Linked DNA regions of Sus scrofa: regions 2, 3, 4 and 5 are each linked to region 1. The links are chromatin contacts, called in public Hi-C maps. All regions are on one chromosome and are shown on one strand. The core of a region is the stretch at or near the end of the contact, and the rest is flanking DNA. Distances in the headings are between cores, read along the strand shown. Region 1 holds the start of PPP1R12C (protein phosphatase 1 regulatory subunit 12C). Region 2 holds the start of LOC110261034 (myeloid cell surface antigen CD33-like). Region 3 holds the start of CNOT3 (CCR4-NOT transcription complex subunit 3). Region 4 holds the start of PRPF31 (U4/U6 small nuclear ribonucleoprotein Prp31). Region 5 holds the start of PRKCG (protein kinase C gamma type).

Region 1 (5,587 bases), core at 1,938-4,437:
ACCTGGGGACCTGCTCCGGGGAGGACGGGGAACAGAAACCGCAGTCCCAGACACCGTGAGCAAACATCCCGGTCAGATGCGGGGGCTTTCCTGGGACCTGGGGCTTTCAGAGCTAAAACCAGCATGAGCTGGTCCCCGGACACCCTCCGCTGAGCCAGAGCCCCTGCTTGCTGCTGACTGTGTGACCTCAGGCAGGGACTTCCCCTCTCCCAACACCCCTCCTGCAAAGCCCTGGCAAGTGAGTTCACGGAGGGGGAGGGGAAGGGGAGGGATTCCCCTGACAGGCCAGCCTGGAGCGTGCTTTTGCAGGGTTTGGGCCAAGGGGGATGTTGGGGACTGGGGCCTGGCCCAAAAAGCAGGGCTAGGAACCCCTCTGGGAAGGTCCAGGGGAGCGAGGGGCAGGGGTGGTGGCGGAGGAAAGGGGACACCAAAGCCTGAGGCTCCTTTCCTGGGCTTGCCAAGCTCTGAGACCGTGCAGCTCCTCAGGAAGTGGGCTGCTCCTTTAGATGGAAAAAAAATGTCCCAGATAGCACTAGGGCCTCTGTAGGGGACAGGCCGGGGGCGGGGGAATGGGGGGGGCCCCTTAGACCAGGGGCTGCAACTCCCCAACTGAATGCCTATGGCACTTGCTGAAGGATGTGCCAGAGCCCCACCAGGGAGAGCCTGGCTACTGGCCCTGCTAACAGCTAAGAAACCTGAGGCACAGAGAGAAAAGGCACTATTTCAAGGCCACAAAAGAGCTGAGGAGCTGAGATCAGAACAAAGGACTAGGGGTTCCCAAGGTTGCGGGTTTGATCCCCAGCCTCACTCAGTAGGTTAAGGACCCGGCATTGCCATGAGTTGTGGTGTAAGTCGCAGACTCAGCTCAGATCTGGCATTGCTGTGGCTGTGGTGTAGGCCGACAGCAACAGCTCTGATTAGACCCCTAGCCTGGGAACCTCCATATGCCGCAGGTGTGGCCCTAAAAAGACAAAAAACTGAAAAAAAGAACTAAGGACTAGAGAGTTCCTGTTGTGGCTCAGCCGATTAAGACCCCAGCATAGTGTGCATGAGGTTGCAGGTTCAATCCCTGGCCTCATTCAGTGGGTTAAGGATCCAGCGTTGCTGTGACCTGTGGCGTAAGCCGCAGATGCAGCTCGGATCCTGAGTGCTGTGGCTGTGGTGTAGGCTGGCAGTTGCAGGTATGATCTGACCCCTAGGCTGGGAACCTCCATATACCACGGATGCTGCCATAAAAAGAAAAGAAAAGAAAAGAAATAAAAAAAAAAAAAAAAAAGAGCTCGGGACTCTTCTATTTCCCTGAACTGCTCCTCTTCTGGGTACCTGCTCCTCTTCTGCTCCTCTTCTGGCTAAGGGGGCCTCTTCAGGCATCCTCCCCATTCCCGTGCCCCTACCCACGCTTCCTTCACAGGGTCCTCTCTGGGCCCCAAAGTAACCGAACCTGACGGGCTCTGGCAGGGAAGAGAGGCCTGGGGACTGGCCTGAGCTGGGAAGACTGGGAGGGAGACAGCCTCGGGGACAGAGGGAGGAGTAGAGGCTCTTCTGTGGCCTGTCCCCAAAGACCCACTGCAGCCAGGCAGGGGATGCGATAAAAGCCCTCAGAACCAGAGGGAATCCTGGTTCTGGGACATATAGTGACTCTGGCTCTGGAACACAAGACCAATGGAGGCAGAAAGCAAGGTGTTTTGGAAAGGTTTGGGGGCCCAGGTTGTGGAGAGAGAGGACCTAGCAGGGCTCTAGGTCCCCTGGGAAGGGGAAGTGACCGGGCCTAGGAGAACTGGCGGTGCACTCTGAAGGAGGGAGAAGCTGCCCAAAGCCACAGGAGGGCATCCAGGCAGAGAGAGCAAGATGACCCGAGGACAGACAGGTGGCCCAGAACCAGAAAGAGGAGGGTGCTCTGAGTGTGCCCAGAAAAAAGGGTAACGCTGCAGGCCCACACAAAGCAAGAGGACAGAGTGAAAGAGAAGTGTGTGGAGAAAGAGAAACATCCCCAAGAGAGAGCCTACAGTGCAAGGCCAGAGGTGGCACAGAGGGAGAATGAGGAGGGCACGCAGGTGAAGGGGGCAGGAGAGAGAGCAGGAGGTGAGCCAGGCGAGGGAAGCATCCACTTGAGGAGCAGAGCGCCTTGAGGGCGATGGCTCAGGAAAGAGCACCCTTACATGGCAACAGATGGCAGAGACCAAGGATGAAGAGCAGAAACCTGAAGGAAAGGGCATGGAAGGCTCGGGGGCTGGCCGAAGAAACGGCCCAGGCCAGAGAGCGGGAAAAGAAGCAGCACAGGCCCAGAAGAGAGGAGGAGGACGCTCAGGGAAAGTGGTACCTGCCTGGACTAGGGGAAACAGTGGGTACCGGTGAAGCTGGGAGAAGTGGCGGACTCGAGAAAGTGGGGCAGCATTCGATGGCAGAGTAGAGGTGGCACGGGCCAGGCTGGTTAAGAGCGCTCAAGGTGGGGAAAGAGCAGGGCGAAAGAGACAAGACGAGGATGGACTGGCCTGAGGCCCTCAGCAGTGGCTCGAGTCCGGAGAGAGGGCAGCGCAGGATGGCAAAAACCAGGCCAGTTCAAGTGGCTCAGGACTGGAAGAGGGGAGCTCCAGGTGGGTGGGATGGGAAAAGGACTCAGCACGGGATGATAAAGGACCGGGGCAGCATCGACGGTGCAGACCACGACTGGCAAGGGTGACTCTGGACTGGGAGGGAGGGTGCTCGAGGCAGCGCAGACCCAGGGCGGATCGGAGCCCGGGCGGGGGCGCTGACCTGGTGCAGGGCGCTGATGCCGTCGGCGTTGGTGGAGTCGAGCACGGCGCGGGCTGGCGGCGGGGCGGAGGGGTCCAGCTCGGCGTCAGGGTCGGGGTCGGCCGCGCGCAGCATCAAGCGCGCCTCGTCCAGGTCGCCACCCGCGCAGGCCGCCAGAAACTCGGCGGCGCGCTCGAAGCGCACGGTACGGGCGCGCCGTTCCCCGGGGCCCGGCTCGGCGCCTGCCCGCGCCCCCCACTGCCGCAACTGCTCCCGCCGCCGCTCACGGGCTGCCGCCGCCGCCGCCCCCGGGCCCGCCCCTGGGCCATCCTCGCCCGACATCGCGCCGCCCGCTCGCCCGCCAGGTAAGAAGCGAGCGAGCGAGCGAGCGAGCGACCAGCTCCGAGGCGTCGCCGACGCCCGCCCTCCTCCGGGCCGCCGGGAATTGCGTCCCGCCCCGCGCCGCCAGAGGATCTACCGGTCCCCGCCCGGCACGTGACGTCACCACGCCGACTCGGGGCCCGCTGGGAAATGGAGTCCACAGGCTGGAGAGGCAACCGGCAACCGCCTGAGGGCGGACCGCGGGGAACTCTGGGAAGTGGAGTCCATAAACGGAAATGGATCTCTGCAATAGTCCCGCCCCGAGGCACACTGGGAAATTCGCAGCTCCGCGGTGTCAAAAGGAAATCTGATTGGCGTGCTGGGAAGTGGAGTCTACAGGCGGGAGGTCGGCCCCAGGGCATGCAGGAAATGCCGTTCGCAGCATCCAGGTGACGAAGGGCTGGCCCCCGGGGACCTACTAGGAAATGGACTCGACAACCCGAAAAGTACAGAAGTTTTCCGTTTTCCCCTTTTTCATGTCATGTACTTTATTTACTTTGGGTTTGTCGCGCCCTTCAACAAGAAATAAGCCCCAGGAAGACCGGGATTTTTGTGTTGTGTGCTTTCCTTGTTCCCAGTACCTAGTAGAACGCGATCGGAAATAGTTTTTTGAATGAATGAATGAATGAGAGAACGGATTCTCTAGGTCGTGGGAAACACCAGGATACTATGGGAAATTGAGTCCGCAACCCTTGGATCATCAAGAAAATTGCAAGCCTTCCTGGGTGACCGCCCAGGGCATGCTGGGAAATTATGTATGCGGTACAAAGGTCATGACAATGGGCCGCTGGTCGCGCTGGGAAATGTAGTCCTAGGCAGAGCCCCCAAACACCCCAAGAAATAAGATTCGAGGGCAAGATAAGTCCAGAGTCCCCGAGTAACCCCTGGATCACATCGGGAAGGGAACCTGCGAGGTAGGATCCACAAATGAAAATGCCCGCAGAGCCTTAAACTGGCCCTCTCTGCCATTGCAATCACCCTGAGGCGTGGAGCACGCTGGGAAGTGTAGGCCGGGCTCTATATCCTCGCAAGCAATGCTGGGATTTGTAGTCCAGATGAGGCGTTCTAGTTGATGTGGCGGGCTAGTACGTAGCACCATAAAGCAAGAAATGAACCTTAGCTTGCGTGTTCGATTCCAGGCCTTGCTCAGTGGATTGAGGATCCGGCGTTGCCGTGAGCTGTGGTGCAGGTCGCAGACGCAGCTCGGACCCTGAGTTGTTATGGCTGTGGGGTAGGCCAGCAGCTCCCATTCAACCCCTAGCCTGGGAACTTACATATGCTGAAGGTGGGGACCTAAAGAGCAAAAGGAAAAGAAAAAAGAAAAAAGAAAACTATCCCCGTCTTAAGTACCTTGCACCTGAATCCTCATTGGGAAAGAGGTACGCACTTTGAGACCCGAACAAAGACCCCTAAAAATCGCAAAGAAAAGTGCTGAAATGCAGACACAGGCGAGATTCTTTTTCTTCCAAGGAATGTCAGAGCAGCCTACATACAGGCTCTGAGGTCCTTGGGGGTGGGTTGGGGGGACTGTGCAAAGAAATAAACTGCAAATCCATCCCATGAGATCTGGAGACCGTGGGGATGGGCACGAAGGGGATCCAGTCCTGGGAGCTCTTGGGATGTTGAGTCCCACTCAACCTACACACCCAGGGAGATTAATCATCCATCTGTGGTTATGTATATTTCTGTGCCTGCGCGAAACGGTGATTTTTGGGTGTTTTGTGATCGCGTCTGCAGTTGAATGCAACCTGATTTGGGTGCTCGTGTTTATGGTGTCTGTAAGCTTTGGTGTAGAGCGTCTATCTGTTTGCGGCCTTTATTCATTTGGGAGACATAATATGGAATTTCCACTTAACCCCCACAACCTACGATGGGATGTGTTCCCACCACAAGCTCTATTGGCAATCTTTACTTCTGACGGCTATATTTAGACTTTTCACCTCTTTATGACAAATGGTTAATACCAGCTCTGATTTAGCCAGGCCCGGGTTTGAGTCTTGACTCCACCCACTTCCTAGCTCTGGGACCTGGGCTAGCTCTCTTCCTCTCTGCCTCTTGAGTTGTGGAGCTGCTGTACATGCCTTTCTCACAGGCAGGCGCTGTTGGCTCTGTACAGGCATTTTCATATTCCACTCGTTAAATTCTCTTCTGCACGTCTCTTTTCCTTGGTGAAGGCTTTTTCACTGCTCAAGCCTGCTGTTTTCTCTGAATGCTAACACTGGAATTTTGATGCTTAACCTTGGAACCTCAGGCCCTCCTCAGGCTGATGAAAATAACCTCAGAAAGATTAGAAGGGACTGGTCCCTCTTCCCCTGCGACAGGCAGAAAGACAAACACTCCTCTGCATCATAAAGACAGTTCAAATAAAGGGATGTGCTGAGAACATTTACAAAGTATCAAGCTGACTCCCTCCCGTCCTCCTAAGAAAAATGAGGTGGCATATTAGAAGTCAGTTCTTATTTCAGTTACTTCA
Region 2 (5,587 bases), core at 1,611-4,110, 3.6 Mb before region 1:
AAGCAGGGGCCGCACAGCGCCTGGCCGGAGCGGGGACGGCGGAGGGCTGCGCGCGCCTTGTGGCAGGAGGCGCACTGCGGGGCGGGCATCGTGGGGTCCAGGTGAGGCGGGACGGGACGGCTTCTCCTGGGTGGGGAGAGAGGGGAGAAGGGTTACACGAGGATTCTGGATTGCCGGGGTCCTTGCCCACAGAAAGGCTGCCGGCATGGTGTCCGTGTCAGGAACAGACCAGGGCCAGCAGAATGCGCGCAGAGTAGGTGTCTCCCAGAATAAGAGAGGGTAATACGCACACAAGTGATCCTTGAACAACGTGGGGGATAGGGACGCAGTTAAAATCCGCCTAACTCTGCAGCCGGCCCTCCACATCGCTCCTGATCCCGCATCCACGGATTTCACAGCAGTGCTGTATCTTCTCTTCATCCTCCCAAGCATCTTACCTCACTTTTCCTAAAAGCTTATGGCCTTTTGCTCTAACCTCACGTCCCACTTGCCTTCAGCCGCTCTGGTCTCTACTCTCAAGCATCCCAGGAAACGCCTACTGCAAAGTGTCCGCAGTGCCCTTCCCTCTGCCCAGAGGATTCTTCCCTGTCACTGGGCCCAGCAACCAGCCCTCAGGACCCATGGCCGTGACCATTCGGCACATCTGTCACAGCTGAGCAGCGACCCCTTGAAATCTCCTCACCCCACCTCCTCCCCCGGCTTTGACTTGATTCGCCCTCCCTCTCCTGGTTTATCTCCTGCTCAGCCTCTAGTCTCTTTTGGAGTCCTCTTCATGGTTCTCAGGTCCTGCCCAGGTCATTTTTTCCTCGTGGGTGACTCTGGATGATGAAGTCCACCCGGCCGGTCCTCTAGATGCCCCATTGAGGATCCCTGATGGTCCCCTTGGATCTTGGGTGCCCAAACGGACCCCCAGGCAGAAACCTGTTCTTGCCCAGCTGTTCCCTGTCTTCCCAGACCCCCACCACCTTCCGCCCAGCTTCTCTGAAGGCAGGACATAAAGCCACCCTGGATTTATCTCTCTTCTCCCCCTAAATCTACAGTCACTCGGTCCCGGGAGTCTGCCTACAGAACAAGGAAGACCCAGGCAGGAGATGGGTCTGTGCAGATTGTCAGAGGCTAAGAAGCCAGGATACAGAAAGAGATGGGAGCCATGGGAGGATTTTGCCCTAAGAAGGGGTATAATGTAACTTAGGTTTTAAAGGGATCTCTTTGGCTGCAGTGTGGGGAACAGACAGTGGCAGGCAGGGGTAGAGACAGGGAGGCCACTGAGGAGGCTATGGCAGTAGCCAGTGAGATGACAGTGGCCTGGACTAGGGGGTTGGCAGTGTAGAGGACAGGAAAAGGTGGGATTTTGGATCTATTTTGAAGGTAGAGCCACCCTCAGGACTGGCACAAGACTTGGACTGGGGTGGTGGGTAGGGTCATGAGAAAAAAAAGAGGAAAGAGGGATGACTTGGAGGTTTTGGCCTGAGCACCTGGGAGGATGATGGGACCATTTAGTCATGGCTGGAGGGGTGGGGGATGACGCTGACCAGAATTCTCCATCTGGACAGGTCAGGTTTGATGTGCCTGTTAAGCATCTTCCCTTTGAAGACTTGATCAACCCCAGGCTGGGTCAGGAGCCCCCTCTGGGCTAGCAGAGCCCCTTGTATGCCTCCATCTGCACTGGATCTCGACTCTACCCTTCATGGTGACAGGTGTGTACTGTACTGTGAGCCTGGAGGGGGGAGGGGGGAAGGCCCTCCCAGTCCCCTCGGAGAACAAAGGGAAGGCAACATGTGACATCAGCACCTGTGTGCACATGCACGATTCTGTAACAAGGTGCCATAACCTGAATCCATGGATCTATAACTGTCCACTCAGAAATTACAGAATGTATGTTACCTTATAAGGGGGACAAAGAGACCAAAGCAGGGAAAAAAATAATCATAATAACGGAGGATATGTAAGACCACGCCCCACTGTGTTGGAGGCTCAGCCTTTGGATATGAACCTGCTAAGCCAGTGCGGGCACGAATATATGCTGTTGCCTGGCAAAAAGGTCTCGGTGTCCTGTCTCCCTGTGCGTAAGTCCTGCAACAAGCCCAATAAACGCAGGGACAGGGTCTGCTTCCTCCACCACTGACCTCCCCTGCCTCGAGGTGGACTTGGCACAGGATGGGTGCTCAGTAAAGTTCTGAGGGATGAGGGAATGATAAATGCCCCCGGAAAACGGGGCCCAGGCCTCAGGGATGCCTCCGGATTGCAGCCTTGTCAGAAGGACCCATGGGATGTAACATCATTCTATCAGGACAGAGTAGGGGCAATGCGGACGTACCCAGCTAGAGTCAGGGGCAGGGAAATGGTCGAAACTCAACCTGAGGGGGGGAGGGAGGGTGCGGGCCAGAGACAGGCCAGGCCGCAGGGTCCGAAGGGGGATGGTGGCCAGAAGGCCTCTGGGATAACAGGCGCTGGGAAAACTGAGGCGAGTGTCATCACTCCCACAGAGACCTTCAACCCTCAGACGACACCGCAACAAAGAGCGGGCGCTCACGGGCGGACCAACTCGAGGCGGGGGAATACTCACCTGAGGAGAACTCGGGGGTGGATCGTCCAAACCGTCTGACACGCGGAACTCCGGCACGGAAGTGGATCCGGAGACTACAACTCCCAAAAGACCTTGGAGGCTGCCTTGCCTACGGCTCCCAGAATCCCATGCAACGGCTCCTGAGGCACTTATGGTTACCAGGTCCTCTTGGCTTACAACTCCCAGCAACCTTTGTGGCCCCATTTTTCACTCTGCCTACCGCTCCCAAAATGCACTGCCGCATGCACCGCCCTCTTTCTTTTCTGCGCCTGCGCAGGGGGCAAAGGCCGTAGCGCATGCGTTATTTTGCTGTGGTAGTGCTCTCTCACCGTGCTGGACGCTTAAAAGGCGAAGTGACTGTGTTAAAATTATATATTTTTGTAGCTAGGCTTTTATAGGGATTATAGAGCATAATGTTTTTACCCTCTGCGATGGGGTTTCGGTGGGAACCGAAGGTTTGGTCGCGTGTGTAAAAAGAGGAGATGGGACATGCGCAGTACAGAGATTCTGAGAGGAGCGGTTCGCCCTGGATGCACGCGTGCCCTGCAGGACTGGTTCATGGTGCGCCTGAGCGTGTCGGCTGGGGAGAGGGAGCAGTGTGTTTGAGAGCCGAGGCCTCTGCGCGTGCGTCAGCCGTCGACACTCCGTCTTCTGAAGAGTGTTCCAAAGACTCAGATTCCTGAAACCCACCAGTCCCCACGCCCAGTGTCATAGAGACTCAGAGTTTCAGAAACTCAGACCCTTGAACTAAAGGAGCCAAGAGACCGGGGACTCGAGAGGCAGCTCTCACCAACCAGCACATCTGTCATATTGAACCTCTTGGATCCAGACATAGGGTCTCTGTTCTTTGTGATCAGCCCCCCCTGCCCTGCCCCCCGCCAGAGATGCAGTCAGCGCTTAACTCTGAATCAGCACCGCGGACAGCACACACCCCTCCTCCCTTTCCAACCCAGGAGCCAGAGCACGTCCTGGGCAGAGGCCCCATCCCTGCTGGGGTAGAGGTGGGGTTGGTCACAAACAGATCACAGAACTTGGTAGCTGGTGGAGGATTCCCAGCACAGTGGTAAAGTGAGAACGTAACACCTGCGAGCCCAAGATTATCTGCAGAACTCACATCCCTTGTGACTGCCTGAGAGCCCTTACTTGGCCTGTACCTCTCTGAGAACTCCCTTTCCAGTCCAGAAGAGCTAGAACTCCACCCATCCCTGGCCTTTGCTGCCCTCATCACAGGCACTTTCGCTATGGCATTGGATTGCCAGGTAACCTGCCTTCCAACCGGATGTTACTTTCCTCAGAGACAAGGGCTGGATCTTTACTAGAAACCTGAAGGCACAGTGTAGACGACTGGTGAATGAATGAAATTTCCTCTCTCACCTCACGGTAAGTGTTGACATTTCTTACCTCTAAAATTAATATAAACTTCCTGGGAAATCCCTGGTGCCTCAGTGGGTTAAGGATCTGGCATTGTCAGATATGGCACAAGTTCCATCCTCAGCCTTGGAATTTCCACATATATTGGGCATAGCCAAAAAAAAAAAAAAAGTTCCCATTGTGTCTCAGCGGGTCAAGAACCCAACATGGTCTCCCTGAAGATACAGGTTCGAATCCTGGCCTTGCTCAGTGGGTTGGGGATCCGACAAGGAACTTCCGTATGCCACGTGTATGGCCATAAACAGGGAAAAAAAAGAAAGAAAATGAACATGTAAGCCATACATTGGGAAAAAATCATATCTATATATCAGTCTATATCTACAGAGCTATAGATATAGATAAGTAGTTATAGATAAGTAGATAGATATCTTTTTCCAAAAGGGAGGTTGAACTTAAATATATAAAGAATTCTTTCCTACCGTATAACACCGGGAACTATGTTCAATATGCTGAGATTAAACCATAATGGAAAAGAATATATAGGAGTTCAGTTGTGGTTCAGTGGTAATGAATCCGACTAGTATCCGTGAGAATGAAAGTTCAATCCCTGACCTCATTCGATAGGTTAAGGATCCAGCGTTGCCTTGAGCTGTGATGTAGGTCGCAGACACAGGTCAGATCTCACGTTGCTGTGGCCATGGGTAGGCTGGCGACTACCGCTTCAATCTGACCCCTAGCCTGGGAACGTCCATGAGCCTGCAGATGCAGCCCTTCAAAAGGAAAAAAAAAAAAAAAAAGAATATATAAAAAATGTATATATGTATAACTGAATCACTTTGCTGTACCACAGACATTAACACACCATTGTTAATCAACTATACATCAATAAAAGACAGTAAGAGAATAAGAATGGGGGGTAAAAAGAATCCTTATTAGTTAGCAAACCAGTGCTAAATAAAGGAGAGGCCCCAAATGGAGTCATGTGCGGCAAGCCTCATGTCAGCAAACAACACCTAACACCTAACCACCGTCTCGGCTTCCCAGGAATGTGCCCTTTAACCAGTGAATCTGGAATTTCCTGTTGAGCATTAGTGAGATGATACACCATTTAGATTTTTTTCCATCACCCCAAAGAAAGGTGAGGTAATTCGTTCTTTCCTTGTCTATGATCCCTTCTGCCTACAAAAGTCTTCCATTTTGTATAGCTCCTTGGAGCATCTTTCTGCGTATCAAGGGGGATGCTGCCTGATTCGTGCATTGGTTAATAAAGCCAATTAGATATTCAGATTTACTCAGGTGGGTTTTTTTTTAACAGCAACGACGACCTAATTTTTAAAATTATTTTTAAAATAATCATATATTTTATAAGAGATCCAAATGACCAGTAAGTATATGCATCAATATGGTTGGATGCCAAGGAAATGAAAATTAAGGTCACAATATGTGCCCTATCACATCTGCTCTAATGGCTAAAATTGTAAGACCTGAGCATAATGACCATGGTGTAGGCCTGCAGCTATAGCTCCACGTCAACCCCTAACCTGGGAACTTCCATATGTATGTCGCATGTGTGGCCCTAAAAAAGACAAAACTAAAAAATAAAAATAAAAAAATACATGAGCCTATCCAATTGGAGGGGGACGTGGAGGA
Region 3 (5,587 bases), core at 1,722-4,221, 3.4 Mb before region 1:
GGTGACAGCCCCTGAGCTGAGAGGCAGGGACGCTCGGCTGCCCCCAGCAGATTAACAACGAGGAGAAAGCGGGAACTTGGGACATGCCACCAAGAGAGGACCAGGTGCCTGAGACCCAGGGGACATCGACAACCGCACCACAGGGACCTCGAGGTGGAAGTGACATCGAGAGGAAACCCACAGCCAAAGCGGGCAGAGTCTGGATCCAGGACAGCTCACAAGCAGCCAGCCAGAGGCGGATACCCAGACCCAGGGAGTCAGGCGGAGGCCGGAAGAAGCAGGTAACGCCGAGGGCAGTCCCGACTCCCAGAGCCGAGAGCCTGGGCTGTGGGACTTGTCAGCACAGAGACGGAAACTTGGGCTGGGGCTCCGACGCGTGGAGCTGGCATCTTCACTCCAAGGGAGTTCGTCCCCCAGCGCATCCCCAAAGAGAGGAGAGGCCGCCACGGCGGGAGGGGAGCCTGGCCCCGGGAAGGGCGAGCCCCTGCCCTCGCAGGGGTCCTCGCAGCCCCCACACCACACGAAGGGGCAGCCTCGCCCGGAGGCGCCCCTGTCCTTCCAGCGAGGCGCCAATACCGACGCGGAGAGGGGCGGCACCTCGCACCCTCACACCCCACGGGGGCCCGACACGGACGCCGCGCGGGGCCGGGGTCGCGGGACGACCCCCGGGCGCCGCCGAGGGGCGTGGAGGAGGGAGCGGCGGCGGGGGCCGCGCACCGCCGGGCGGCGGCGAGCGCCGGGGCCGCACGGGGCGGGAACGGGGGCGGCCATGTCGCGACAGGCGGCGGGGTCGCAGGGGCGGGAGGCGGCGGGGGAGGCGGCCGACGGCGCCGGGGGAGGAGGGGAAGGGGTCCGGCCCAGTCGAGCCTGACGCTCTCACCACAGGAGCTGGCGCCGCCGCTGAGGAGCCTATCGCGACAGGCGGGGAGGCGAGCGCCCGCCGCCTTTTTCTCGCGCCCCGGGCCCGGGCGCTATCGCGATAGCGGAGCGGAGCGGAAGTGGGGTGGGGGGAAGTGGGCCCGGGGTTGTTCTGACGACGGGGTCGGGGCTCAAGGGAGGCCGCGGCGTCTGCCGATGGCTCCGCGGAAGCTGACCGGGCCCGGTCCAAGATGGCGGCGGCGGAGGAGGCCTCCCCTCCTCTCTTCTCGTCTCTGGCGCCGACCCGCCCCCGAGCCCTGAATATAGGCCTATCATTGCTCCGGTCGCACGTCGCTCTTGTCCCCCGGGCGCGCTTTATTGGTTCTTGGCGGAGATGCGGCCGGCCCCCTCTCGCCGATTGGGTGATCGCTCCAAGGCGCGGCGTTCGATTGGCCTCCTGCGCAGGCTGCTAGGATTGGCTCAGGTTTTCTTCCCCGCTCCTCCTCCTCCTCCCGCCTCAGGGCACAACACGCCAGCGCGAGGACTCGTGCGTCAATCCGGAGGCCTGTGTCGTGCTGATTGGGTACACCCGCCCCCCTCTCCTAAGCCAATTGGTCGGGGGGAGGAGCTAGGCTGATTGAGGGCGGGAAGTCGTCCGTCAAGTTTGGAGCTGTTTTCAATTGGCCGTGGGGGAATATTCTGCCCAGAAACCATTGGCTGGTCCGGGAAGTGGGTGGGGAAAGCGGAGGAAGGCATGGAGAGTGGGCGTTAAAGGCCGCGTACCTAATGGGAGACGGACAGGTGCTTTCAAAGCCGGGGCCAAGCTGAAGTCTTCTGCCAATCGAGACAGCCTCTGGGCCGAGAGGGAGGAGCCGGGCAAGAGGATCCACCCCCTCCCCCTTCGACGGCCCTGTTATCTTTCACCGCAACGTGTCCAATAGTGTGGCGAGTGGGCGGCACCCGCTCCTAAGGCGTGTGAAACCAGGCATAGCAGGCAGGCTTGGGACCCGGGTGCATCCTTCCGCCTCGCTTGTGTCCTGGCGGGCCAGGCCTGTCCCTGTCAGCCGCAGTGTCTTCTCCAGGTGCCTGTATTTGGCATGCCTCTGAGATTCAGAAGAAGGAAGAAAAAGAAGGAAGGAAGCCAAAGACAATGTCCCAAGTCACCGGCACCACGCATAGCTGAACTGGTTGGGAAGCGCTGTGGAGGCATAGTTTTTGTTCTTCCCCTGAGTGGTGACGTGACCGTGGAACAGTAACTCCTCTGCACCTCCGTTTGCTTGGCGCTGTGAGGGCGCTGCAGAAGGTACAGATGAGATTCCCCGTGCCCCTTCACGGTTGTCTCCTAACACCGGTCAGACCTCACCTCGGTGGTTTTCTCTCCCTGGCCTCCCTTGCTGATGGCTCACGAGCACTGTTCATGAAAATCTACTTTTGCAAGTATACCGTCATTTTCGTGGTTATTTGAGACGCCCCCTCCGGATTTTTGAATGCCCAGCGCTTGGCAACCGTTTGCATTGAATGAACACACGGATGAACACGGGGAATGACTTGCGGTTGAGGCTTGCAAAGTACTGGTGCTTTACTATCCGGGAGGCGTTTGCCCTGGGTCACACAGTCAAGACGGCAAGTCAGACATGCTCATCTCCTTTAGGTGGAGGAAAGTGAGGTAAATCCCAGGGAGATGCATGGGCGGTCCTGCATCAGAGTCGCCCACTGCAGGCAGACCATTCTTGTAAAAATGCACTGTTCTTGGGCCCACACAGACCTGGGGAATAAAGCCCAGGGATCTGCATTTTCACAAACTTCCTGGGTGATTATTAGTGATGCAGCAAAGTCCTGTTATTCAAAGTGTGGTCTCTGGATGGAGCAGTGCTTTTTAGATGTCTCAGGAGTCGCTGGGAGATTTGTCAAGTGCAGATTCTGCGGTTCTAACAGATTCCCAGGTGACGCTGATACCCACAGTTCACATTTTTTAAGTAGCAAGGGCCCAGGGCAGTTGTTCACGAACTTAGCTGCACACGAGAATCACCTGAGGGCTTAAAAAAAATCCAGATACCCAGGCCTTGCCCTAGACTGATTACATCAGAGTTTCTCGGGAAGGGAACCAGACATGAGTGATTAAAGACCCCGGAGTTGATTCCAACACGCAGCTCATCTGGTAGGGAATTTTCTAGTGGTTTTCAAAGTAGGGTCCCTGCATCCAGCAACATCACCACCACCTGGGAAGTGGTTAGAAATGCACCGCTTTGAGTCCCGCCATAGACCAACTTGGTCAGACACTCTGGGCTCTGAAACCCAGTTCGAGAGTCCTTCCAGGCAATTCTGAAGCATGTTAACCTTTGAAAAACTCCAAGGGTATGCAGAACGGTAGGGCCAGGTGACTCAGATTCCTTCTGGAGACTCCCACCTCCATGTCCCTGGCCTCCTGTTAGATTCCTTCTGGCCAGGGGAGAAGGGGACTCTGAAGAGCTGTGCACAGACTGCCCTTCCCTGGCACACGCATAGGCAGAGATCGGCAAAGGTGGTCACTTTTTTTTTTTTTTTTTTTTTTTTGTCTTTTAGGGCCGTACCTGTAGCATATGGAGGTTCTCAGGCTAGGGGTCGAATCGGAGCTGTAGCTGCTGGCCTACACCACAGCCACGCCACAGCAACGCCAGATCTGAGCCGCATCTGCGACCTACACCACAGCTCACGGCAACACCGGATCCTTAGCCCACTGAGTGAGGCCAGGGATCGAACCTGCATCCTCATGCATGCTAGGCAGGTTCAGTAAGCACTGAGCCACGACGGGAACTCCCAAAGGTGGGTCACTTCTAAGCAAGGCTGATTTAAAAGTTCAGGGATAAACCTGGGGAATGAGCTGTGTGACCTGGGGTAATTTGGCCATTAGAAAGAACCTCCTAGGAGTTCCCGTTATGGCTCAGTGGTAATGAACCCGACTGTATCCATGAAGATTTGGGTTTGATCCCTGGTCCCCATTCAGTGGGTTGCTGCGGCTGTGGTGTAGGCCGGCAACTGCAGCTCCGTTTTGACCCTTAGCCTGGGGACTTCTATATGCTGTGGGTGCAGCCCTGGAAACCTCCCCCCTCCCCCCCAAAAAAAAGAAAGAATGCATGAAACTCCCAGGTATGCAGACTCTTTCAGGTGAGGGAAGGGAGAAATTGAGAGAGGGCCACTGCAGTCCAGAGACAAAGCCCTGGGCTGAGGGAGGGACTGGGGTCCAAAGATACACAGAATCCCAGGTGATGACAGGGGAGTCCCAGAGAGGTCTCAGGACCCAGTGTGCCAGAAAGAGACCCACAGAGAAGCCCAAGAGGCCTCACTCCCCACAGGGCTGGTTCTGCCCTGTGCGCCCACCTCCTGGGCAACTAAAAGAAGTCCTGGGAGTTCCCTGGTGGCGCAACGGGTGAAGGATCTGGTGTTCTCACTGCTGTGGCTCATGGCACAGGTTCGATCCCAGGCCCAGGAACTTCCACGTGCCATAGATGCAACCAAAAAAAAAAAGAGAAAGAGAAGTGCCAACCTCCAAGGTAAGAGCCCACTGGGAAACCCAGATTCCAGCACAGGTAGACAGGCGCCCCCAGCAGCACTCTGCTTTTAGGGCAGAGAGCCTGTCTGCCCCACCCCAGCCCCGGCCTGGCACACTAGGGTGGGAGAGGGAGTCCTTGGCAAACACTAGACAGAAATAACAGCAGTGCCCCATCACAGGGCCTTGACGGTGCGCCCAGTGCTAAGTGCTGTCCCATGCAGCATACACAAGTCCCCAGTGCTTGCGGGTGCGTCCGGTGGTGTTAGTCTGGAAGCCTGGAAGGCAGAGGCCAGCCGCCCAAGATGCCACGACCACCCAGGGGGCCTGCGTTGAAAGCTGGGGCTCTCAGCAGCCACACTGCTCTGGTGCCAGAACCACCGAGGTTCTCTAACGGGGCCTGGACGTGGAGAGGGCGGTTCTCTTCCTGGGATCGCGTGACCTGGACTCCACGGGGCCTGAGCTTTGTCCCCCAAACCTTGCAGCTCTGACACCTCAGTGGCCCAGGTGTTTGACAAACGATCACTAGCCAAGGACAGGTCCTGATGATGTGCTTTTAATCGCACTTTCCCCCCAGAGTATCTCCTTTCCCAGTTAAAAAGGACGCGTGACGAAGCCTGGCTCTGGTGTCTGAGGGAGGCGGCATTCTCCGTGCTTGGGGGCTGGGCCTCCTGACATCCCAGCACCGGCGACGGCCTGGCGGCTCTCCCTGCCGCCACCTCCCAGCCCCATCCTGACCCCTTCAGAAAGGGGGGGGCCTCTGTGTCCCTTCAGCGGGCAACCACCCAGGGCGCCGCCCCTCAGGTGGACATGATGCCGCTTTTCTCGCCCTTGACCTTGAGGAACTCGGCCATGCTGGAGAAATACTTCTGGTTGGCCTCAGCCACCTTCTTCTCCGCTGCCTGTGGGTTCACGATCTCCAGGCCCTGGACAGTGAGGGAGACGGGCTGGGGTGGGGAGATGGCCTGGCCCCTGACGATGTCCCCCCAACCCCTTCTCACTGGTCCTTGGGCTCTGGGCGAACGTGAGGACAGTCCCCACGTCCCCAGGTCGAGAGACTGACTCTGTGGGTGCAGTGAGGGGCGGGGGGGGGCCCTGGGCATCTGAATTTCTAACAAGTTCCCCAGGTGATTTTAAAAACACCACCGTTTGAGAAAAGCCGGTCCTGTTCAGTTCCTGAATGAGGAAACAGTCCCAAGAGTA
Region 4 (5,587 bases), core at 2,174-4,673, 3.3 Mb before region 1:
CGGAGAGATCCAGCTGTGTCTCCTCCTGCACATCCTCGATTGCCGGCTCCTCCTCCTCCTCCCCATAGCTTCCCCCTTCCTCCTCCTCTGCCGCCTCCTCAAGGTCAGCCAGGAGCTCGTCCGCCAGCGACATGCCAAGGCCTGTGGGCTGGGAGAGCACGGTTCCCCCTCATCACGGAGAGGGCCTCCCCCGCCAGAAGGCCCAGGTCCTTGACGGGCCCCGCTGGCCGGCAAGCTCCGCAAGAACGGGGACATTCACTTGCTTTGTTCTCCAGCTCCTAACTGCGCCTGGCATACAGCAGGTGCCCAGGAAATACCTCCCAGACCCAGAGGGTCTCCGGTCTCAACTTCCTCTGCCCACCCTCCTCACCCTCACTTCACGAGCAGGACACTGCACAGCCTCACTCTGCCACCTCACTAGGACGAGAAATACTCCCTCCGCTTGGCGGGTGCGCCTCTCCACACATCCTCTTCTCTCCGGCTGTAGCAGGTGCCCCTCCCCACCATGTGTGGGCCCCAAACGGGTGACAGATGTCCTAAACCGGTGGGGCCCACCATGCCTAGAGCCCCCAAGCCGATCACCTTGGGCCCCGGGCAGCTCTTCATTGACCCCAGGTGCTGCGCGATCCGTCGTGTTTTCTGCGAGCCCCACGCAGTGGAAAAGGTTGGGAAGCACTGCTCAACGAGGCACAGTCCCCACCACAATCTGGCCTCCCAGGGCTTCTTTTGTTCCTTTTAATAAGAAACCTTTCCCTTTTTCTGGATTTTTCCTCTTTCCAAAAGACAAACAGGCAGCAAACACCCATGTCCAGAGAGGCGAAGTGGGTGACCTAAGTGAGTGAGGTCTGCTGGGGGCTGGGCCCCAGGGAGGACAGAAGCCTGGAGAACCAGGGATTATGCCCAGTGTAAAGGCTGAAGACACGCCCAGGGAGTGGCAACGTGGGCTCCAGGCTGCCAGCTTTTCTGATTTCTTTCAAGAAAAGTAAGAAGTTCTGAATTTTCATCCCTCCCAGTTTGAACAGTTTCTTCCTTTTCTTTTTTGGCTGCCCCATGGCATATGGAGATCCTGGGCCAGGCATTAGAGCTGAGCCACAGCTCTGACCTAAGCCACAGCTGTAGCAACACTAGGTCCTTTAACCCACTGTGCCAGGCCAGGGATTGAACCTGCATCCTGAGCTGCAGAGATGCTTCCGATCCCCACAACACCACAGTGGCAACTCCTGAAAAGTTTCATTTTCATTATTTATTTACTTACTTACTTGGCCGTGCCCACAGCATGGCAAAGTTCCAGGGCCAGGGATCCAACCAGAGCCATAGCAGTGACAACACCTATTAACCTATTGAGCTACCAGGGAACTCCTCTTAAAAACAAAAAAACAAATAGGAATTCTCATCGTGGCTCAGTGGTTAATAAACCCGACTAGTATCCATGAGGATGCAGGTTCGATTCCTGGCCTCTACCAGTGGGTTAAGGATCCAGCGGTGCTGTGAGCTGTGGTGTAGGTCGCAGACCTGGCTCATATCCCATGTGGGTGTGGTTGTGGTACAGGCTGACAGCTGTAGCTACTATTCAACCCCTAGCCCGGAAACCTCCACATGCCTCGGGTGCAGCACTAAAGAGCAAAAAACCCCCAAAACAAAAACAAATCACCGCAGTACAAGCCCAAACAAAATGATTACAGGAAAGATTTGGCCGCTGAGCTGCTGGTTTAGGACCCCTGGCTGTTCAGTTGCCTCTGAGATGTCTTCCCTCATAATCTCCCATCTCCCCAAGATGGAATGCCCCCTTAATACTCACTTCTAGTTATAGGACACAGCTTTTCCTGGTAAACGCACCTATGTTATTTCACATACAACTTTCTCTAAAACTCTCCTCACTTTCAATTAAGGAACTCTTCCCTTACAGAATATAATCCACTCTCCGAATAGAAGACTCAAGTATCTCTCTCTCTCTATATATATATTTTTTGGTCTTTTTTTAGGGCCGCACGTGTGGCATATGGAGGTTCCCAGGCTGAGGGTGGAATCGGAGCTACAGCTGCCAGCCTACACCACAGCCGAAGCAACGCCAGATCCAAACTGCATCTACGACCTACACTACAGCTCCTGGCAATGCCGGATCCTTAACCCACTGAGTGAGGCCAGGGAGCGAACCTGCATCCTCATGAATGCTAGTCAGATTCCTTTCCACTGAGCCACGATGGGAACTCCACAAGTATCTCTTCTTATCCTCTGTTTCCTCACTAAACTAAGCAAAACTAGGGACCGTATCTGTCTGTTCATCTCTGTATCTCCACCAACTAGCAGAATATCTACCATATACTAGGTATTCAGGAAATAATCGGCAGGGAGTTCCCTCTGGTTGCAGTAGGTTAAGTAACCAGCGTTGCCACAACTGCGTGGCTCAGATTGATCCTTGGCCTCGAACTTCCTTATGTCACCGGTACAGCCAAAAGAAAGAAAGAAAGAAAGAAAAGAAAGGAGGGAAGGAGAAAGGAAGAAAGATTCAGTAAATAAGTGAATGAGCAATTTTATGTAATCCTTTAACCCACCTCAATATGGTCTCCTCTCTCTGAGTCTCTGAATATATAACTTTTTCATCCCTAAAGTAGGGACACAGATGCTATTTCCTGCAGCGTGGATCTTCTCCGACACCAAGACTAGAGCCTAACCCGCTGTTGTTATACATCTTATGAACTCTTTGTTGGCTTCAACACTTAAGAGGCTCTAAATGTCTAACATTTTGTTTAATATCCATCTTCCCCATCAAGCGAAAATTTCAATGAAACTAGGCACTAAGTCCGTACTCTTCATTGCGCGCTACTCCCACTGCCCAGCGCAGCACCTGGCACGTAGCAGGTACCACATCCTCGCTGGATTCCAGCCAACCTCTCCAGCCGCAGCCCCCACCACTAGTCCTTCTCACATTTTTTCTTTCACCAACTTCTTCCCCTCACTTTAACCGGCTCAACACCTTCCTCATCCTTCGGTTCTCATTCTACATTCTGCACCCCACTCCAGAGTGCCTAGGTTGCTTGGTGAAACACATCCCATGCGCCCTGTGTGGACCCTAAGGCGCTTCACACGTTGGTGATTTTTTAAGTAATGACTTGTTTAATCCTGTCTCCCCAGGCACCATGGAAAGCGCTAAGGGCGCTGAGAAATTTTTTTTGGCCCCAAAGCCGTAACACTGTAGGAGCATATGAAGCCTCTGGGTAGTCGGTCGACACTTTCACACTTCCTCCTCTAGACCCAGGAATCCGACCTCCCGCCCTCCTCTCGTCCCCATCACACTCACCTCTTTCCCCCTCGCAGAACCGTTCCTAGGAAATAGGCGTTCCAACAGCGGTCGACGCTCACTGATGACGTCTTACCCTTGCGCCGTCGTCGAGGCAAAGCTGCGCTCTGATTGGCCCACGCCCCGCGTCGTTCCCGGCCGCGTTTGGAACAACAACTTTATTAACACTTCCCGCTAGGCAGAGAATGGGTGAGCAGGCGGTAGAGGGGGCTTGTTTGGCTCGTGGCCCTCTGTGAACTGAGTCTGATCAGCGGAGAATCGCCGTAGTCTGACCACAGGGTGTCAAGACAAGAATAAAGGCGACGGCAACTCAGGCGACTGGTGGAGACGTTCGACGAGAAAGCAAGGCCTTTATGCCGGGAGTCGGCGTGGGGTTGGACGGTTTGGGGAGCGGAGCCGGAGATCGGAAACTACAGCTCCCAGTAGGCGTAGCGGCGAAGTCCCGGATGTGGTGGCCGTGAAGCCTGATGGGACCGGTAGTTTTGCCAACGATTTAACCTAGCGGTTTGAGATTGGACCTCCTGAGGCCTGAGGCGCTCGGAGCCGGAGAGAGATGGAGCTGGAGCAGAGAGAGGGGTGAGTGGCTTTGGGGGAAACTACGAATCCCAAAAAACCTTGCGGCTGCGTAATGGCAGTCTTCTGCGTTGAGGACTGACGGGGATTGCAGTTCCTGCAGCACTTTAGCTTAGAACTCTTTTAGGGACTGGGGTCCGTATTCCAGCCTCCTGGGTTGGGGGTGGAGGGTGGGGAAGCTACGGGTTTAGACTCCTGATAGGAGAGACGACGAGGTTGGGGGCCGGGACTCCTGGATTTGAGTGAGGGATGGGGGGCTGGAAGCCCCGGTGATACTCGAGGAGGAAGAGTCTGGAGGTCTAGATTCCTGGATCCTGGGAAGGGTGTGCTGGGGGCCAGGGCCTGAGGAAGGAGAATCTAGCAGCCTGGACGCCTAGATCCGGGGAAGAAATGGTTGGGGCTCAAACTCTTGTGGATCCTGGGAAGAGGGGGCTGGGGGCTCCGGACTTCTGCGTCTGAGGGAGGAGGGGGCTGGCGGCTTGGCACCTGGTCTGAGGGAGGAGGGACTAGGTGCGGAGGTTCAGGGATCCTGAGTCCCCTGACCCTACAGGACCATGGCAGCCGTGGGCTTTGAAGAGTTCTCGGCGCCGCCAGGCTCAGAGTTGGCGCTGCCTCCGCTGTTCGGTGGTCACATCCTGGAGAGCGAGCTTGAAACAGAAGTGGAGTTTGTGTCTGGGGGTCTGGGCGGCTCCGGGCTCCGGGAGCGAGATGAAGAGGAAGAGGCAGCGCGGGGCCGCCGGCGCCGCCAGCGGGAACTAAATCGCAGGAAGTATCAGGCACTAGGTCGGCGCTGCCGGGAGATCGAGCAGGTAGGTGAGTGTGGATTCCCCCGTTTTGAGGTCCCCTGGCCTTAATTACCAGTCCCTCCGGGCCGCTGCCTGTCTAGATGCCCAGCCTTTCTTGCGTAACTGAATGAATCTTCCATCCATTTATTTATTCACTGAACAGCTAATATGTGTCAGGCACCGGTGCAAAGCACCCTGGAGAGCTGTCTCCTCTAGAGCTTTATCTGACAACCCCGATCAGCTCACTAATGTTTCTTTCACACGTACCTTTCACGGTCCCCACTAATCAGACCTCCATACATCTCTCATGCCGGAGTTCCTATCATGGCTCAGTGGATTAAGACTAGTATCCATGAGGATGCAAGTTTGATCCCCGGCCTTGCTCTGTCGGTTAAGGATCCAGTGTTGCCCCAAATTGCAGCATAGGTCCAAGATGTGGTTCCGATCTAGTGGCGTTGTGGCTGTGGAATAGCCCTGCAGCTCCCAATTGACCCCTAGCCCTTGACCTTACATGTGCCACAGGTGCGGTCTTAAACAAACAACATCCCCCACCTCCAAACTTCCCATACCCCTGGCACCCGTCACTCCTGATGTCCTATTGGTTCTGCCTCTTAGAGCTCTCTCAGATCCTTCTTCCCCCCATCCCCACAGCCTCTGCCACATTCACGTTCTTCCCGCTGAATCACTCGGTTAATCTCCTTGTAGAGAACAGGGATGGAGCCATAGGCAGAGCCCAGGTCCTGAAACGCCATGAACAGCAGAGCAAGAAGTTAGGCATTTTTTTGTTTTTGAGAGTGATGGGCAGCCATCAAAAGGTTTCATACAGAGGAGGGACAGGGTCCGGTCTGGATATTTAAAAAGACTCCAAGGAGTTCCTGTCGTGGCTCAGCAGAAATGAATCTGACTCCTATCCATGAGGATGCAGGTTCAA
Region 5 (5,587 bases), core at 1,974-4,473, 3.1 Mb before region 1:
CCCGCGCCTCTCTGGGGACCAGAGAACACGTGTGTGAAGCAGCCTAGGCTGGGAGGCCCCAGTTGCCACCCTCCTGAGGGTCCCAGGAGTCCAGGCCCCCAGCTCTTACCTTGACACTGCAGGCCCTGTTTTCCAATCCCCCTACAAGAGGCAAGATCTGAGATCAGTGCAGAAAAGGGTACCTGGACCCCTCACCTCTGCCAGTCAGAGAAGGCCTGCCTGCGTCCTCCCATCCTCCTCCCCCAGGACCTAGAAGTCTGAGCCCCAGCTGCCTCTTCTTTCCAGAGCCCAGAAATTCTGCCCCCACCCAAGTCCTCTTCTCTTAGACCCAGGAGCCCAAGCCCCCCAGCCCCTTCTTTCAGACGCCCCAGAAGTCCAGGGCCCCAGACCCTCCTCCTTCCGTCCCAGAAGTCCAGGCCCCCAGCTGATTCCTACTCTAAAGCCAGGAGCCAGGGCTGCAGCCCCCTCTTCCCTCCTCACTCAGGGGTCTGGTGCCTCAGGGGTCTTTAGCCCTAGTCTCCTCATCCCCCGGGGCCCCAGGCCCCTTCCCTCACCATATGAAGTCAGTGCAGTGGCTGCAGAAGGTTGGTTGCTTGAAGAAGCGAGCTGTGAACTTGTGGCTCTTGACTTCGTGGACCACCTTCTGCCTCAGAGCCCCCTTTCTGCAAAACAGGGGCCGGGGTCCCCCCTCTGAATCGCCTCCGCCGGGGCCCAGGCCTGCCATGGCCCCAGGAGCGTCGCAGGGACCAGGATCCTGCTTTGCTGGGGAAACAGGTGGAAGGGCAAGGTGCCGGAGACTCGGGAGAGCGAACGAGCCAGCGGGAAATTCCGAGGTGGGAAGAGGGGCGAGGCACCTCCAGGAGCGGAGCGCGCAAGGCTGGGAGCGGCACCCCTGGGCGCGCCGGCTCCGCCAGGGGGAGCGGGCGAGCGGGGCGGAGAGCCGAGGGCAAGGGCGCGGAGGAGCCGGAGGCACGGGCGGCGGCGGTGGTGGGAGCTCCAGCTCAGGCACCTGCTGAAATGTGGGAGCTCCGGGTGGGGGAAGGCGTTGCCATGACGACCGAGGGGCGGGGTTTCGGCTTAAAGGCGTCCCCCTCCTTGAGACTAGGGACAAATGCCCTCCTCCCCTCCCCAACACACACGTGCACACACCCACTCCGGAGGCTGGCTGAAGGGAGGGGGCATCCTCCGAGCCGTGCCCTGCCCCCTCCCCAATCTGTCGCCCGGCCTCGTCTCCCTCCCCCACTAGGGTGCCTTGGTGGGTCCTGTTAGCCCACTGCAACGCCACTCGGATCTCTGGGTCTTACTGTGTCACTCTGTCATTGCACAAACTTTGTATTCGTGCTGGGATCCAATGGTGGGCAGGGAGGCTTGGTGTCTCACTTTTTCTGTTGCCACCCGAGTCTTGATTTCTCTCTGGGCTTCTGTGAACTGGACCATCCATGTCTGCTTCTGTGTGTGTCTTTCCCTTGACCTCTGTTCTCTCAGTATTCTTGGCCCTCGGTCTCTCTGGGTGGATCTGGGTACCTGTCCTGGTCTGAGAATTTGCTTTCATTTCTCTGTTTTCTTCACTCTGTGTCCCTATTTATGTTTGTCACTCATCCTATGACCCTCTCTGGATCTGGGTGTGTCTCTCACTCCTTATGTGTCTCACAGTGGATCCGTCTCCCTCTGTCCCTTCCTGTCTCATAAATCCTTCACATCTGTCTCCCCGAAGCTCTTCCTCTCCCTGTCTCTTTGGTTCTGCTTCTGTGAATCTGTCTCTCCCTCCCTCTGCGTCTTTCTCTTTGAGAGGCAATCTCTGTCTCTCTCCCTGTCTCTTTCTCTACGTCCTCTTCTATTTCCCTCTGATTCTCTCCCCTCCTCTCTGTGTCCATGTCTTTGCAGATGCTTCAGTGTCTGTCTCTCTCCCTTCCTATCTCTACGAATCTCTCTCTGTTCGTGCTTACCTCTTTCTCTCTATCGCTGGGGGTCTCTATCTAAATGTTTAAGTTGATCTCTCTCCCTCTCCTCCCCAGCTCTATCTTTGTCCCTTCCTCACCTACTCTATTTGTCTCTCTGGCTCTCCTTCTCGTCTCTGGGGGGTCCCTCCCTTCCTCCACGTCTCTCTGTGATTCAGTCTCTGTTCCTCGCTGGCTTGGGAATGCCCTGTGCGTCTCTGTCTGGGGGTTGGCAGGGTCTCTCCGAACGTTGTCCTTGTCGGTTTCCTCCTGTCTCTCCCCTCCGTCGCCCCAACTGCGTCTCTGCCTCTCTCTGGTGGCTCTCGATTCCTCCCCCGGCTGGCCACAGCGTCTTCGTCCAGGCTCCAGGGAGACCCGCACTGTTGCCAAGGGCAACCATGGCCCGCCCGCGGCTGCGGGGTGCAATGCATTCTGGGACTTGTAGTCTGGACCTGCGGATCGGCTGTTCTCGCAACTCGGCCGAGAACTTCCTCTCCCGGCACGCCCCGCGAATAGGGGCGGGGCGCTGCCGTGGAGCCTGGGGATTCGGGACACCCCCCACTTCTTCTTTGGGACTTTTGGGGGTCGGGGTCCGGCTTCCCGAAGCCGAATGGGAGATGAAAGAATCCGAATCCTCTCCTAACCCCCCAACATGGTGTCTCCTGGCTTTCTAGCCCCCCTCAAGGCGTCCGCCGAGGCCCAGGACAGAGGATAGGGGCCGGGGTGGCCCGGACAACCGATCTGGGAATCCCACCGCGCTCTGTTCCAGTTCTGCTTGGGTTCTTTCCCGAGCCACGAGCCTATCATCCTCGGGTTCTACAGCTACTGTGTCAGATGCCTTCCAGACAGAGTTCAAGCTTGGGATGGGGGAGACGTGGGGGGGCGCGATGTCCTCTGAGAAGGTAGGGACTGGAGTAGGTCAGAATTCTGGAGTGGATACTGCAGAGATGGAAAGGAGGCTTTTCCTAACCACAAAGACATGCCCCTGCTCTAGTTAGCCCTCCCCCACTTCTCCAGCGGGACCCTTCCCTCCCTTGCAGTGTCTCTTCCCAATTGCTTTTGCCGATGTAGGTGGTGCAAGAAATGGGTTGCATGATCCCGGAATTTGCCCAGATTCATGTTTCTTTGGGATTCTCATCAGGCCGGAGAAACAAAATTACCTGTGAGAGATTCATTGCGGAGGAATTCATTTGCTCATCAGGGTGTTCTCTTGACCAGGTGTGTCAAGGAGCTTAGAACTGAGGGTAAAACGGAGCTGGGAGTGGGGATACAGGCAGGATCAGATGCTGAAGGCCTTGACTGAGGGCCGTTGGTATTACCTGTGGGCCACCTGGAGTAGGATCTAGAAGGATTTGAGCAGGGGAGGGCAGGATCAGATCTGGACGTTGAAAGCAGAGTATCCCTCCAGGAGGGCCAGGATGTGCTAGAGGTGGGATGAAGGAGGCCAGGGCCATAGCTCAAATGAAACAAAATGAAAGGAACTTGTGGAGAATGGGACAGATAAAAATAGGATTTAAGAGGAGGAAGAGACAGTATGTGACCAGCCACTGACTGACTGGTAAGAACGAGTGCCTGGGTTTTCAGCCCTGAGAGCTTATTCCTGAGAAGTGGGGAGCCAGAAAAGCACTGATTTTGGAGGAAAGATGCTGCACATTGAGAACAAAACACTGAATTTCTGAAGTGCTCATGCAACTTCCACAAAGGAGAAATCTTGTTCATTTCTATTCCAACTAGCTCTCCTGATTTGAGTGAGTAATTTAGAAAATCCAGACACAGGTAGTCCATCTCCCCTACCCCTCCTCATGAGACCAAAGTTCTCTTGGCTCCAGCCCCTTTCTCCTACCAGACGCAGGAATCTGGGCCTTGCCCTCTTTTCTGGAGCCCATCCCGATAATAAAGCAAGCACAAGTCTTTCTTTTATCTTTATATTGAGTTTTTTTAAAAAATGAACATGATGGATGTGGGAGAAGGGACAAGGCTTCTCTCTCTGATTGACAGCAAGGCCTGATGGGAACCAGAAGCTCCGGGGAATTAAAAAAAAATAAAATATATATTTATACATTTATATAGATCATGTTAGGCGTGTGAGTCCCAGAGAAGCAGGAAGCAGCAGCAGAAAGCAAACTAGCACGCAGAAACACGTGTGTGCACCACACACTCAAGCAAGGCAATTCTTTTCACATTGGCACAGCAACCATTCCCCACCCCCCGAAATAAATGTTTTGAAAAAAAAAAAAAAAAAGAATATCAGCTTAATATCAGCTTTAAGGCTGGCAGTGGCCATTTTTTTTCTTCTCCGGCAAAAGGCAGGAGATACTATTTTTAACACTGAGGCTGGAGGGCGGCATCACTGCCCCTCACACCTATTTCACTCCAAGACCCTGCACTTTTTGCCAGCTCCTTTTTTGGCACCTCAGGGAGTAGCCGGGATGGAAGGCCTCCAGTCCTTGCTTCCTTTAAGATGGCCTGTAGGCAGTGGGCTTTTGGAAGCTCGGCAAAAATTCTGGATCCAATCCCAGGCGAGGCTGAGCACCAGGTGGGGCCTAGGGCGCCAGGATCTATGCTTGAAGCCTCCAGCCCACTGGGAATTCCTGACCTCCAGCATTTTATTTTTGAACTTAAGGAGGCAAGGTGCATTGTATACCCCTCCCTCCTGAGAGAAAGGGGGCCCGATCCCTAGCTACCCACCCCCGCCCCCCAAACACAAGCACAAACACATACACACCAACTAAGGCACAGCCAGGACGGGCAGGCATGCTTTGGCAATGAGGCCCCTCTGGAGGCCCAGGGGATGAAGAGCTGCAAAAGGGTGTGTGACGTGGGGCTCAGCACCTTCTGGGGCTCAGCACCTTTGGACGTGGGAGGGGGGCAGTGGGGCAGCGAAGGGAGATGTCTCAGGGCTCGGGATGGATCAGAGGGAAACGGGGAAGAGGCGGGTCAGGAAGAAGGCAGAGAAAACCAATAGGATGATCAGGACCTGAAACGAGCCCCCACGCAGAACATGAAAAAAAAGAAGAGGCGTCCAAACAGGATGTGGCAACCAAACAAAACAGGAAGGGAGGCAGAGCGGGTGGAGGGGTGAAGGAAACAGATCAGAGAGCAGGAGGAGTCAGGAAGGAGAGAGGGGAGCCAGAGAGAGGACATCAGAGGACCTCGGAACTCGGGAGAGACTCTCAGCTGAGAAGAGGGGAGAGGATGGGGAGCCCCTGGGCGGAGCCTCAGACCCTGACAAAGACCAGGCGGGCCGAGTGCACCAGGTCGGCCACGTAAGCCAGCAGGTTGATGGCTGTCAGGATGGCCACAGCCAGACGTCGGTCCCAGGGGCACACGTAATAGGTGTGCCGGTCGCCGCAGCCTGGATCCATGGACCGCCGGGGATGGCCGCCATACTTCTGGTCGAACTGGTAGAGCGGCCAGAGGACCAGAGCCGTGGCATAGAAGAGGACGGAGATCAGGGCCAGCCCGGACAGGAAAGTGGGGAAGGCGATGGGCAGCACGTTCGTGCAGTCGCCCAGGTTCAGCAGGATGGCCACAGCCGCCAGGATGAAGCAGATGGAGTACACGGCCACGCACCACTCCAGGGCTGGCTGGTGCTGGTACAGGTTGGGGTTGCTGATGAAGGCGAAGATGACACAGGCCACGAAGGTCTC

What was found. A called contact is a pair of places that touch in the nucleus more often than the background predicts.
Region 2: a contact with region 1 is called in a Hi-C map of skeletal muscle, with 13 times the contacts expected there. The contact joins the promoter of LOC110261034 here to the promoter of PPP1R12C in region 1. A contact is called at or near these places in 2 of 47 Hi-C or Micro-C datasets (liver and skeletal muscle).
Region 3: a Hi-C map of liver shows a contact between it and region 1, with 4 times the contacts expected there. The contact joins the promoter of CNOT3 here to the promoter of PPP1R12C in region 1. A contact is called at or near these places in 1 of 5 promoter capture datasets (liver) and 2 of 47 Hi-C or Micro-C datasets (liver and skeletal muscle).
Region 4: a Hi-C map of liver shows a contact between it and region 1, with 3 times the contacts expected there. The contact joins the promoter of PRPF31 here to the promoter of PPP1R12C in region 1. A contact is called at or near these places in 1 of 5 promoter capture datasets (liver) and 5 of 47 Hi-C or Micro-C datasets (heart right ventricle, liver, retroperitoneal adipose tissue and 1 more).
Region 5: a contact with region 1 is called in a Hi-C map of liver, with 3 times the contacts expected there. The contact joins the promoter of PRKCG here to the promoter of PPP1R12C in region 1. A contact is called at or near these places in 2 of 47 Hi-C or Micro-C datasets (liver and skeletal muscle).

What each region holds. Positions count from the first base shown.
Region 1 is chr6:59,343,990-59,349,576 of Sscrofa11.1, forward strand. It overlaps PPP1R12C (protein phosphatase 1 regulatory subunit 12C), which reads right to left and starts at 3,188. Exons shown (of 20, transcript XR_002344812.1): 1 at 2,755-3,188.
Region 2 is chr6:55,743,004-55,748,590 of Sscrofa11.1, forward strand. It overlaps LOC110261034 (myeloid cell surface antigen CD33-like), which reads left to right and starts at 2,861. Exons shown (of 6, transcript XM_021094852.1): 1 at 2,861-3,946. The coding sequence starts at 3,922. CTU1 (cytoplasmic tRNA 2-thiolation protein 1) reads right to left here and starts at 2,740. Exons shown (of 4, transcript XM_021094859.1): 1 at 2,567-2,740; 2 at 1-126. The coding sequence starts at 89.
Region 3 is chr6:55,990,169-55,995,755 of Sscrofa11.1, forward strand. It overlaps CNOT3 (CCR4-NOT transcription complex subunit 3), which reads right to left and starts at 2,972. Exons shown (of 18, transcript XR_002344772.1): 1 at 881-2,972. PRPF31 (U4/U6 small nuclear ribonucleoprotein Prp31) reads right to left here. Exons shown (of 14, transcript XM_003127413.5): 14 at 4,919-5,310. The coding sequence ends at 5,185.
Region 4 is chr6:56,008,084-56,013,670 of Sscrofa11.1, forward strand. It overlaps PRPF31 (U4/U6 small nuclear ribonucleoprotein Prp31), which reads right to left and starts at 3,424. Exons shown (of 14, transcript XM_003127413.5): 1 at 3,299-3,424; 2 at 1-148. The coding sequence starts at 133. TFPT (TCF3 fusion partner) reads left to right here and starts at 3,413. Exons shown (of 6, transcript XM_021094886.1): 1 at 3,413-3,874; 2 at 4,422-4,680. The coding sequence starts at 3,852.
Region 5 is chr6:56,232,460-56,238,046 of Sscrofa11.1, forward strand. It overlaps PRKCG (protein kinase C gamma type), which reads right to left and starts at 3,224. Exons shown (of 19, transcript XM_021094907.1): 1 at 1,381-3,224; 2 at 555-662; 3 at 110-141. MYADM (myeloid-associated differentiation marker) reads right to left here. Exons shown (of 6, transcript XM_021094908.1): 6 at 3,847-5,587. The coding sequence ends at 5,156.